Linked DNA regions of Mus musculus: region 2 is linked to region 1. The links are chromatin contacts, called in public promoter capture Hi-C maps. All regions are on one chromosome and are shown on one strand. The core of a region is the stretch at or near the end of the contact, and the rest is flanking DNA. Distances in the headings are between cores, read along the strand shown. Region 1 has its middle 120 kb from the start of Gm46219. Region 2 holds the start of Trmt11 (tRNA methyltransferase 11).

What was found. Promoter capture Hi-C pulls out the DNA fragments that hold promoters and counts their contacts.
Region 2: a contact with region 1 is called in a promoter capture Hi-C map of hippocampal neurons, with 2.8 times the contacts expected there. The contact joins the promoter of Trmt11 here to the enhancer-like site in region 1. A contact is called at or near these places in 3 of 39 promoter capture datasets (the 3T3-L1 cell line, hippocampal neurons and stem cell-derived epiblast-like cells) and 2 of 115 datasets of contacts at active chromatin or transcription factors (embryonic stem cells and stem cell-derived neural progenitor cells).

The regions. Positions count from the first base shown.
Region 1 is chr10:29,821,290-29,828,125 of GRCm38.p6, forward strand. No RefSeq gene overlaps it. Among named protein-coding and RNA genes, the nearest start is that of Gm46219, 120 kb to the left of the region's middle. Within about 2 kb of position 2,557, at least 10 of the 459 cell types and tissues checked have an H3K27ac peak or open chromatin away from gene starts, as enhancers often do. A contact at or near this core is called in hippocampal neurons, where this site is marked.
Region 2 is chr10:30,599,010-30,605,726 of GRCm38.p6, forward strand. Trmt11 (tRNA methyltransferase 11) reads right to left here and starts at 1,691. Exons shown (of 13, transcript NM_028604.3): 1 at 1,581-1,691. The coding sequence starts at 1,652. Gm20300 (predicted gene, 20300) reads right to left here. Exons shown (of 1, transcript NR_045008.1): 1 at 4,186-6,717. It also overlaps a transcript of Hint3 not described here.

The DNA.
Region 1 (6,836 bases), core at 1,307-3,806:
TAATGCTCCAGACAGCGATCCAGGGTAAGCACTCTTGTTGACCCAGTGGCACAGCTATCTTTGGCCATATGCAAAGAAAAATCTGCTAATTTAAAAAGATAACTTGCTGTTCTGGGTCCTCACGCTGGCACCTCTCTCTTCCTGTTTTTCCAGACAAACTGGGAAAAGATATATACAGTATTATGAAGCCAAACTATTATGGAGGTTGCAAAATTTTATTTCCTGTGAAGAACGAAGGTTTAATTAGCTAAAAAGGAAGTGAACACCAAAAAAGATAAGTAAAAGTTGGTCTCTGTCTCTCTCCAAGATTACCCTCAGTACTTCTGAACTTTATTATCCAAACAATGAAGGGATGGCGTGACTTGGCGCCTCCAATAATCTCAGACTCATTATTGTTCATGTAAAGTTGTGAAGGGGCTGTCAGCTCTTGCAATGACTTTGGACTAAGAAGAAGTAAACCTCAAAAGGTTTGGGATTTGGAGCAAGTTCAGATATGCTTCCAGAATTTGGCCGCTTGTCCAAAGCTTATCCGAACTATCGGAACCTTTTAAGTCCTCAGAATTGGCCTGGAAATTTTTGGCTTTTTACTGGCCCTGGCTTAGAACCACAGAAGGATGGTCTTTTATAAGGATTTTTGGCACCTCTGTTTCTGATGGCTGCTTACAAACTGCAAATATAAAATTAAAGAATAAACTGTTTTTTTAATATTGTGGAATATCAATATTTGGGGTTTTGTGAAACTGTGTTGCTTTTCCCCACAGAATTGGTTTACAGGTCCTCATGTGACAGCTTGTTCTCGGGGTCAGAGAAACACTTGCTTGTTAAGAGCTGAGGGATTTCTTTTGATGTAGAGCTTTCTGATCCTAAGTGGGTAATGCCCCAAGTACACAAGGACAGGTTGGTCACTTCATATGACACTTTAATAGAAAAGCCAGTCCTGGGCACATGTCCACTGGGATGTAATACTATTTCTTTAAGTTAGTAGGCAGATTTATGTTCATTTTTATATAAGTTGATCTTTGATTATCATCAAAGACATAAAAGATAACAATTAGTTAGTTACCTACTGATCCGGTGGCATAAGATATAACTACGTTTGACTTAAGGTCAAAGGTGAGCATAATTTTACACAAAATAAGTAATGATGTTTGAAAATAAAATGTAAACAATACTTTTTTTACTTTTACCCAATGTCATAACCATAATTAAAAATTCATCTTTTAAAAATACAAAGGTAAAATATGTTTAAATATATGTTCAATCAAATATTTTAAGATAGTCTCCTAGTTAAAATGAAAAGGAGTAAAGAAGAGCTCTAAGAATTAGCAACTAGATGTTTACTGACAATCTTTAGTTTAGTTTTTTTTAGACTATGCCGGGGCCTAGCAAACACAGAAGTGGATGCTCACAGTCAGCTATTGGATGGATCACAGGGCCCCCAATGGAGGAGCTAGAGAAAGTAGCCAAGGAGCTAAAGGGATCTGCAACCCTATAGGTGGAACAACATTATGAACTAACCAGTACCCCGGAGCTCTTGACTCTAGCTGCATATGCATCAAAAGATGGCCTAGCCGGCCATCACTGGAAAGAGAGGCCCATTGGACACGCAAACTTTATATGCCCCAGTACAGGGGAACGCCAGGGCCATAAAAGGGGAGTGGGTGGGTAGGGGAGAGGGGGTGGGTGGCTATGGGGGACTTTTGGTATAGCATTGCAAATGTAAATGAGCGAAATACCTAATAAAAAATGGAAAAAAAAAAAAGAATATCTTTGTGTATGCCTCTGTCCATCTTTGTCTCTGTCTCTCTGTCTCTCTGTCTTTCTCTCTCTGTCTCTCTGTCTCTGACTATCTTACACACACACACACACACACACACACACACACACACACACACACACACACACATAGAGAGAGAGAGAGAGAGAGAGAGAGAGAGAGAGAGAGAGAGAGAGAGCATGTTAATGTTCACATAATAAATAAAACACAGAATGGTAAGCCAGATTTCTAGGCTCGTATCCCAGTTTTCTATTTTAAATGCTCATTAATTTCATTTTTTTCAGCATATGAATCATTTTGGAATTGGAGCTGTACTTCTTTTTGTATCTCCATTTCTGTGCCTCTATACCAGGAGTCCCTGACGCCTCTGAGACTTCAGCTTTGAGGACATTGCATGTATAAATCCAGCTTATCTGCATTTCCACCACTAACAGTGCTGCTGCTGTTTTCTTTTTCTAAATCTATTAACCTTGTTATCACTCTGCCTTCTACTTTCTTAAACATTTTGCTTGTTTAGTTTATTCCTTGTGTATTCTTCAATGTTCTTTTTAATGGATCTCCTGTTAGCATAGCTAAATATGTGCACCTTATTTACAATTTTAGTTGAAAATTTTACTTTTAAAGATTTTTTATTTATTTTTATTTGTGTGTGTGTGTGTGTGAGAGAGAGAGAGAGAGAGAGAGAGAGAGAGTGCGCGCACACACACACACGCTCCAAATCCAGAAGAAGACATTGAATCCCCTGCAGCTGGAGCTCCAAGAAGTTGGGAGCTGCCTGACATGGGTGTGGGGAATTATACACCAATCCTCAGCAGGAACCATAAGTGCTCTTAAGTGCTAGGCTATCTCTACAGCCCTAGAGTTTGATTTAATCTCTCTGGATCTGAAAATTTCTCTCTTCAATTAAAGAACGTTAACTAGATTTTTCTAAAAGTACTTCCAGATCTTCTAAGGCATTAATAAAATCTTCAATTCAATTTACCTCAAATTAACATTTCATTCAATCGGTTTTATATCAAGTTATCTATGAAAGGGAGAGTTTGGTTTACCACTGAAAATCTATGTCATGGATCACTCGTGGTTTATGAACAACAAGGAGACATTAACACACATTTTAAAAAAAGAAAAGGAAGAACAGGAGAAAGAGAAAGACCAGTTTCTAAAATAATGCTAAACTGTAGCCCTGAAACATAACAGTCTATAATCCTTGAATACATGTCAAGTGCAATATGTTCTAATGTAAGGGGTATGTCCATTATTATGGGCCATATGTTTCACCATGATCCAAAAATGAATATTCCAGTTACTTGAAGGAATTAGTGTACCCTCAAAGCAAACATCTATCTATTAGGAAGAATAGAAAGTTCTTTCTCAAATTAAAACATTGTGCTATCAGATTTTTGTCTCAGCAATAATGTAGGAGAGGAAAAAAAGGTAAAACATATTTGGTTTGATGCAGCTTTATAATTACTTTCCTGTCTTCAGTCCTACCAGGCCCCATAGTCACATAAAAGGCAGCAGAAGTGGGCAAAGGAACACATTGTACAATCTTTTTTTGGAACTGTCCCTAGTTGTTCTCCTTCTGTAGTCATGTAGAGCCTCAAAGAATTTATGTTTAAAGGAAAACAAACCAGACTAGCTTGTTGAGGCATTACACAAATCATTGCATGCCTATTGAGCAGAACTATTACTATCCAAATGTTATGTTTCTGTGAGCTATACAGTGGTTGATAAGCACTAGCCAGTACTCCTTGTAGGTGTTCTTTGACTAGCAGGAAAGATATTGATAAATGATCAAATTATGGGATGATTGGCACATCACTCGTGGCCTAGTCTTGTTGCCAATGACTGTTGTCAAGCAAATTCCTCCCTTCTTACTGCATTTAGGCCTACTCTTTGGTTGCTTATATTATATAAACTGTAACTATCTTCTGCCATGGAGAAATGCTGCCTTTCTGGTACTGGGTAAAATAACCAGGCATATCAAGTGAGCTTTCTAACTGTTAATTGATAACGGCAGCAAGTCCTGCCAATCATTCAGGAACTCCCTATTCCTGTCTCAAGTAACCTTTCGGATGAGGATTGGCACGTCTCCTGCCTTTCAAACATTTCAGATATACTGTTTCTCGCTTTTTGGCAGGACTCTCACTGATTCTGGAAGAAGACCAAAATATATTATGTTATTGCATTTCTCAATTCTGACTTGGCTCTAGACAAAAATGCCCATTGATTTGTTAAGTGGGGAACTGGTTTTACCCCCTTTTTCATTTTCTCTTCTTATTAGTGGTTCAAGGTGATTTTAGGAATGCTATTAAGTGACACCTCTTGAGAGGCCATGACAGGCAGGCACATGGCAGACAGATCCACTGTGCTTGCATTTCAGTCAATGGGATTTTTATGGTACACTTGTGCACCGAGAGCTTACAGCTCATTTCCTAAATTACCATTTAGAGAGAATAAAAAGTTAACCAGCCCAACACCATGTCCTATTATGTTTAGCCAAAAGTATTAGAAAATTTAGTGTACTATTCATTAGGAAGAGTTTATTAAGATATCAAAGTTTAAACAGTGTATATCAATTTATAATTCTTTCATACAACAAAATTTCTCCAGGGAAGCTTTCAAATAACATTCAGCTTTCCCCAGCGGCTGTTTCTAGTCCATAACAAACTGTTATCACTAAGTAAGTGTCACTGAAACCAGGAAACCAAGCTTAATAGCCACAGTAGCCTCCCTGATGACTTCAAATAGTTTTAGGTGCTTTTCTCAACAATGTGAGATTTATATTGCACCATAAAAAGCAGAACAAATTGTAATTACTTCCTGTAGTATAACCATGTTATATCAATAAAGATGCTCAGTGGTTTACCTGTCTCATCTCCCTGTGAAAGACATTAATACTGGAACTGGAACTGGAAATGACAAATGAGAAGTTCCACTTCTTGAAAAGGATCAAAAACCACTATAGGTGCTGCTGGAGAGAGAAAGAGCCTCAGTGTCTGTTTTTAGACACAATTAAAGCTTCCTGTTGTTTCATTAACCAGTACAGTGAACATTGCTGATGTATTTATGATATTTATCAATGTTAGCTTTGAAGAGCATTTTTAATGTAAGGGTAAGTGCCCCCCCCCTCGAAAAAAAAGCACAAAGAGGGAAAGAATGAATGGAGTTTTAATTAATTAGCTAAATGTATGAAATAGATGCAGCCAACCATTGGACTGAGCACAGGGTCCCCAATGGAGGAGTTAGAGAAAGGACTGAAGGAGCTGAAGGGGTTTGCAACCCCATAGGAAGAACAACAATATCAACCAATCAGATCCTCCAGAACTCCCAGGGACTAAACCACCAACCAAAGAGTACACATGGAGGGACACATGGCTCCAGCCATATATATAGCAGAGGCATCAACAGGAGGACATGCCCTTACTCCTGTGAAGGCTAGATTCCCCAGTGTAGGGGAATGCCAGGGCAGGGAGGCAGGAGTTGGTGGGTGGTTGGGGGGAGCACCCTCATAGAAGCAGGGGAAGGGGGATGAGAAATTGGGAAAGGGGATAACATTTGAAATGTAAATAAAGAAAATATCCAATAAAAAGAAAAAAGTATATGAGATAGAGAGCCCTGAGGGGCAATTTATGTTTATACAACATGGCACTGATATGGATACCCAATATAAGGCAAGATGCCTAGCAGTGACATCTGGTAGGCTATGAATCAGTGCAAAATGGCTGACACCAGATGTCTAGGGAACCCAAAAGTAAACCGTGATTTCATCCCTTACATAATCATCTCTTGCAGAAAGCCACATTTTGTTTGGGTTTTGTATATAAATATGACCTTGAGGTCAGAAAGCCTTAGTCTTTTGCCTCTGCCAGCCTGCCTGTGTGCGTCTGTCTGTAGGCCTGTGTATCTACCTCTGAGTGGCTTGTGTACTGGTAAATAAAAGGAGCTTTATCCATGCCTCCTTCCTCATAATCTCTTCAAGCTCTCAGCCTTCTGAGATCACCCTCCTCTGCTGGGGCCAAGGCATGGGCCCTAGTAAATGAAGTACCAAAGTTATAAGAGAAAATGAAAAATATGAAAGAAATCTCTGGCCTGGCAGAAAACATTGGAGAAATAAGAGGAGAACAGATTGAGGTGAAAAGGAAATGATCTACTCACTGCATTTCAAAAGTAACAATTGGCTTAGAAACTCTTTGTACCCAATAAGAATTTGATTGGCTGACCCATCCAGTGCTTGGACACCATGGGCCTTCTAAATTATTAATATCAATAATTAAATGTCAACACAAAAGACTGCACATATCTTTCATATTTTTTCTAATATATAAAGGGTTAGAGTTAGGGTTATTTCAATAGAAATAAAATATAGGAAAAACACTTGTATAAGTCATATACATTCTGTTGCATTAGGCAAATATTTTTAAACAGAAAATATACCAAAAATAGAATCTAAATCAAAGTGGAAGTCTCTTTAAAACTCCTGACTGGAATCGTTAAATTTTAAATGGAAACATCATTGTCATAAATTCCATTGGGACATCAGTTGACCATTGACCAGATATTCACTGTCTCCTCTAAGGGTGATTGGAGAAAAATTTGTAAGAAGATAATTTAAATTATATAGAAGAAGGATTATTTTATAGTGAAGGTTATCAAATCATAAAACATGGTAATTTTGAAACCATAAAACATTCTTATAATGATCTCTGAAATGTAACCTAGCTTCCTTGCTTTGAATTTGGCAGGGTTAAAGTGTAGTAGAAATTATCTATGTAATTTTTTGGATTTTTTTCTGTAAGAGAATTGAACGTTATATTTCTTGTGCCAGGAGCTCAAGGAAAAGAAAGATTGTTTCTCTATATATAATCTTGTATGGCATGCAGTCTAGTCTGCAGGGCTAGATTGGTCTCTGAAATTGTTTCTCAGGAAGGGTCTTGGGACCCTAGAAAGGTCCTGAAGAGAAAGTCATGTGCATGTGTTTTTGTTTGTTGTGTTTTGAATGTGAAGTGTGTGTGTGTATGTGTGTGTGTGTGTGTAGATACTTGTATTACACAGTTCA
Region 2 (6,717 bases), core at 441-2,940, 780 kb after region 1:
AAATCACAAACAATGGGAGATGTGAGCAACAAATGCCACCTCTAGTTCTCTTTGGGTATGTATGCATCAAGTTGTTTCTTGTACTAGAAGGTGTTTGGTTTTAGCAAGAATTGGGGGTGAATGGTGAAAATAAATTGCATGGATATCCCAGAATGAAAAGATGTGTAAGAGGTGGGGACAGAACCTCCATCTTAGCCACAAAACACATACACTCACTCCTACTCATCCCCGTAAGGAGGAGGAAACCTCTGTCCTTATGTCTGACATGTTGCATGTCTCCTGCCAGTTTTCCTTTAATGTCCAAGCTTCCAAGCATCTGTACTTGGCCTAGCACTTTTTTTTTAAAACCTGTGGGTACACTCACAAAAGTAAGGGAGGCCTTGTGCCAACGGAGGCCAGAAGTGTAGGCACCCCTGGAGCTGGGGTTACCAATGGCTGTAGGCAGTATCCTGACACAGCTGCTGGGCGCCAAATTCAGGTCCTCTGGAAGAGCAGTGTTCGTAACCAGTGAGCCAACTCTCCAGTTCCAGTGTCTCACCACTCTTTAAACATGAAGTTGAAGAAATCTCATCCTTTCCAGGTTTTCTTACGCAGAAAAATGAAATGCTTATCACAATCTAGATTTGTTCTCACCTCCTACATTGCCACTCTATCCTGTTCTCTTACTGCTGACACTAGATTAGTTTCTTAATCATTTAATATTCCAACAGATTCTTATTAACTCCAGTCTTATTGCTCTCGAGTCCTTCCTTCATTTTACTTTCTATTAAAAAACAATCTAATTCTGCCTCTTTACTTTTAAACTGTTTAATTCCTCTTCCAAGCTATAGTGTCCTCAAGTCTGTTTTCTCTGGTCCATCAGCCTACTTCTCTCTCTTTACCACTCTGCTACGTAGCTGGTGACGAGCAACGAACAACAGTTTATACTTCTAATGGACTTATTTCCTTGGCCCCGGTAACTAATACTGTAGCTCATATGTCACCCCCACCTTGAAAGGCAACATCCTTCATTCATCAATGGACAAAGATTCCCTTTTTAAAAGGCCCCCATACTTTAAAGGTTCCCACTAAGAACCCTCCATCATTGCACTTCACAAAGTTATGGCTATGCTCTCGCGTCCGCTAGTCCTGAGCCTAAGTAAACATTACGCTCTTTAAGGGCAGAGCTGTCAGTCAGCGCATCCTTGCCGTTCGGTGCACGCGACTTCAGGCGCTGTAGAAAATGTCACTTGAGTAAATAAAAAAGCTTCCCCCTCCCCAACTTTATTAAGTTCCACCCCAAGCCTTCCATCATGCCTGAACCTATATCGACACTCCTCACACTCCACCGAGAGCCCCCATGGATGTCTCCATTCTGCGTCGGGTCAGGTTCACCTGCTTAACTGCGGCGCCAGGAGCACGTGCAGAGGGGTGAATGGCAAGGCTCCGTCCTGGAGAAAGGCTGCCGGGGACATGGTCCGCCCAGCGGCCTCATCCCCGCCCCAATCCAGGCGCGCGCCGCTGCCCGCAGAGACCCCCCCCCCCCCCAGCCGGCGCGTGAGGAGTGCGAGCCTCTGCGCCCAGCACCCAGGACGGCTCACCGGTAAGCGGAACTCCAGATGCTCCTGTGCCATGAGCAAGAGATAGCGATTCAAGGAGCCCGGCAGCGCCATTGCAGCTACTACCGTGCGCCTGCGCGGCCTCCACGGGCCCGCCCCCTCCTCCTCCTCCCTAGAGCCAAGTTTCCGCCGAGCCTCATCCCGGAGCCGGAAACGGAAGCACGACAAGGAACACTGGCGGGTGGCACTTTCTAGGAAGGGGCGCTAAGGGCAAGAGTGAGATCCTGGTGTTCCCACCGTCTGTGGCTACCCTAGCACGCTCCCCTTGTGAGATGCATTGTTTTAAGAGGCAGGCTGCAGTGATCCCGCGCAGTTCCCCAGGGATACTCCACTTGGAGTGTTCTTCTGACTCCTCCCTCTGTTCTTCAGCTCAAAACTGGACCAAAACTTCACTGTTAAGTGTAGACTCTTAATCGTTCGAGATTCAGCCTCACCTGCTTGAACACTGAGTGTACTTTTAGTGATTTTGCAAAAATTTTTCAAGAGCTGTCAAGGACCCATCTCGGGTTGCTCTGTATGGAAACAAACAAACAAACAAAAGCCTTCCTCAGACTTGCACTCCGTAATTATGCTATGTTGTTCCAGGCACACAGTAAATCCACAGCCAGTGGTAGATTAAAAACATTGGTGAAAGTTACCCTAATTACTCAGATGGGCCTAATACCATAACAGTTTGCAAGAGACATGGCTACCTATACATAAGCTCGACAAGTATCATTTCTGCTCAAAGTACTGAACCCTTTGTACTGCTGAGGCCTGTATTTTTGGGTTTTGTGTTCCACCTTGGTAATGCACAGCATATACAAGTATCCTGTGCCAGAAATATAGTTGATGCTTATTGGTAGTGATCAAGACAGCCAGCACACAGACAGTGGTGACCCTTGTTACCCAAACCTCAGTTCCATTTATTATCCCTATGCTCTCAGCGAATTTTGTAACATCTGTGAGCTTCAATATTCTTTTAAGAACTGGAGTATTGCATCCTACAGATAATAGCTATAAGTACTAGGTGTTACAATATTCAAACTTCAACGTATACTCTATTGCATGGGACCAATAAATAGCATTGGGAAATGTTTTTTGTTGTTTTAAATGAGAATTTCTGCTTTTTTTTTTTAAAGAGAGATTTGCCTTTGTTAGTGTTGTTAAAAATCCTTTCACTGAGGACAATGTAAGCAACAGCAACCATGTCTACCAAAATCCCAAGAACAAAACAAGGCACATTATCACCAAAGTTCACTCCAATGAGCAATGAGTTTATTGGGTTTCCTTCTAGAGAATCGATGAGGACTCACTCACCTGGCTATGGGCACTCCTACCCTAACAGGATACACCTGAAAAGCTTTACCCAGCAGTGAGATGGGCCAAGGAGATGGATAGACGTTGACTTCCCAGCATTCCCACTCTCTAGTGTAGTACCTACAAACCAGCTACAAGGACTTTCTGTTGGATCTATCTGCCTTTCTGGGTTCTGACTCTGAAGGAAGTACTACTATAATCACAAGAGCCAAATCCTTAACACTATCGAGCCCCTCTCCTTGAACCCCGCCCTCCTCCCCCCCCCCCCCCCCCGTCAAAATAAAAATCATTCTGATAATTAAAAGGTAAGTTATTTTAGTTGTTAGAATAATACTCAAAAATGTAAGAACACTTTTACAAACGACTACATAAATGAAAATTCAGTAAAATATTAAGTTAATTTTTGTTTAAACTAGTTTTCATATATTCCAGACTGACCTAAAACTGTCAAGCTCTTCACCCCTCCCCCTCCTGAGAGTTGAAATTATAGGCCTATGCACAACACCTAGTTTAGGATTTCTCTTCATTTGCATTTATGAAACTTGACTAGAAAACTAACACAGATATGCAGTTATTGCTGGACTTTATAACTGACCATATCTTTTTTTTTTTTTTTTAAAGATTTATTTATTATATGTAAGTACACTGTAGCTGTCTTCAGACACTCCAGAAGAGGGAGTCAGATCTCGTTACGGATGGTTGTGAGCCACCATGTGGTTGCTGGGATTTGAACTCTGGACCTTCGGAAGAGCAGTCGGGTGCTCTTACCCACTGAGCCATCTCACCAGCCCCTGACCATATCTTAACAGTATCATCATGAACAAGAATGACACCCACAGACTCATATGTCCGAGTACTTAGTCACCAGGGAGTGGAACTGTGTGAAAACGATTAGGAAAACTAGGGGTGGCCTTAATGAAGAAGAGTGGAGGAAGTGTGTCACTAAGAGTGGGCTTTGAGCTTTCAAAAGCCCAGAACAGACAGTGTCTCTTTCTGCCTTTGGATCAGGATACATGTCTCATCTACAGCTCCAGAGCTGCCTGCATGCCATCATGCTGATAACTAAACCTCTACAACTGTTCACAAGCCCACAAATAAAAGTTGCCTTGGTCATTGTATTCTTCATAGCAATACAACAGTGACTAAGTCACATTACTAATCAGCTTTGCTTTGAAGTGCCTTCATGGATAGATAACACTTAACCGGACACTACCAAAAAGGCTAAATAGATTTTAATTGTAATTTGATTATTTATCTTTATGAGTGAAGAAAGTGTACACTAAAAATGTTCTTTTAAGGATTTTATATTTTATTTTTGTTATCACCAGTGTATGTGTCCATTTACAAGGCATGGGGAGAGCAATACATAAAGGTCATTTGTGCAGGTCAAAGGACAACTTTGTAGACTCCTTCATTTTCTTGTTGCACCTGTCCAGAGGTCCAGAGATCCCACACAGGTGGTCCGTCAGGGTTTCCTCACCTAGCAGTAAGCAACACATCCCTGCGCCCCTGTGAGACAGTATAGACCTATACAAACAGAATCAACCGGCTAATTACCCCTTAACCACCTTCCCTGTACTATCATTCATGGGACCAATTGCATCACTGCAAATTCACAGCGGAAAAACATTCAAAGATTGCACTTTTCCCAAAGTTTGTCATATTTTTACTACTATAGAAAAAATTGTCAGCTATATAAATAATCAGAAAGCTATTACACAAGGCAGTGTTGTAAAACCTATAAATCTAATTTTGAGAACTCACAGACCCTTACTCTATTTCTAGTGAGTAAACTGACATTTAGAAGTTTGTATGAATTAACAGTGGAAACAGAACTCAAGGTTTTCGGCTTTCCCATCATCAGTCTGCCTAACACTGAGCCTTGAATTTCAATATCTGCTACCTACTACATATTCTTATCAGAGGTCTCCTGGCCACTCGTCTGGACATTACCACACTTCATAACACACTAAGATTTAATAAATTATTTTTGTCTTAGTCCCATAGCATCGGTAACCAAACATAGGATGAATGGTATTATTTCTTTAGTCCTGGATCCCAGTGTGTTTGTTGCTCATTAAATATTAAAAATTATTTGCTAAATTAATGAATTTTAATCATACTACACAACACTTAACTATAGATATTATAATCCAGCACTGCAATAAATGGTGTGTTACTTAAAATTGCAAAATAGTATGCCAAAACAAACAATCAAAAAACCCCAGAAATCTTAGTGGATCTCTATGATCTTTATGCTTCTTTCTTGGTGCATGCAGGCACAACACTACTAGACATTGGCACATTGTAGAATTGGCTTTCACCACCTCAACCTCTCTTCACTCACTACTGTGTCTGATGAGACCTCCAGAACAACTCCCAAAAAACTCTATCACTGAATGATATGCCAATAGTATTAGCAGTATGCTATCAAGGTAAACTTCTTTATCTGTGTCTCTATTTCAAATCGAGTATTTTTTGTAAGTGTTGATCAAACCACTATTTACTTTCATTTTCTTTTGATAAAAAACATACCATATGACAACAATTTCTGTCACTTTTCATATATTACTAATTTGTGCTTCTTCCTTGTCTCCTGACATGGAAAACTGCACATTTCTTCTTGTTAAAATAACAAAAACTGTTGCTGGTTATTATAAACACTCATTTAGAAGTACATTTACGTAGTTGCCTCTTACCTAGACCTTCAGCGTTTGTGACCTAACTTTTATAGTTTCGGTTACCTATGGTTAATACCAAATAGTAAATGAAAATGCCAGAAATAAACAATCCACATATCATAAATTACATGCAGATCTGGACATAAAAATGAAATCTCACATCATTTGTCTCTATCCCACCTGGGCTGAGAGCCATCCACACAGTGTATATACATTACTCAATTATAGTACCTGCTGCAGTTACTAGATTAACTGTCATAGTATCAGAGTGGCTATATTCAATTTAATAAGGCAACCAAGTACAATCATGCACATTGGCATTGTTTTAATTGTAAACTGTTGTAACTTTTATTTTATTAACATTGTTATTAATCTTTTCTATGCTTGTTATAAACTATCTATGTATGGTATGCATATAATGAAAAAGCACAGGATATATTATGGGTTTTGGTACTATCCTGGGTTTTGTGTATTCACTGAGTGATTCAGAGAATCTCTTCCCTATGGCTAAGAGGAAATGAACAAGTTGTGTGTGTGTGTGTGTGTGTGTGTGTTTGTGTGTGTGTGAAACAAGTTAAAATGACACATACATAACTGCTTCTATCATCGTGATAAGACAATATTGGTGGCATGGTATTCTTTATTTCGAAAATTTATGTATAAGACTACAGAATTATCATAAAGTGGCCAAGTTTTCTCCTTCACTGTAAAAAAGGTTCAAAATTTTTATGCCAGTTAATTCATCACAAACTATTATTATTACCATTAATAAATGAAACTTGAATTAAAAATAGGATGCATCTTAATTAGCAGAATTTGTATTAAATGGGCTTTTAGCTATAGTATCTTAAGCAAAAAACCTTATACAACTGAGCACTAAAACAAAGAAGTCGGGCTGATGAGATGGCTCAGTGGTTAAGAGCACTGACTGCTATTTTCTATCCAGGATCTCTCTGAGGCTGGTCCAAGCAGGAGATCACGTGGGTCACAGAAGCCACAGAGCTTACTGGACAGGGAAGGTCCCTTCGGGCCTTCAGCCAGGAGGCTGAGCTGATCCTCAGACCTCTGTGCACCTTCCCAACAGAGAAGAGCTTGCTGACCCCTGGGACTCAGGAGAGAGCTGGTCTCCCAGGAGTGCT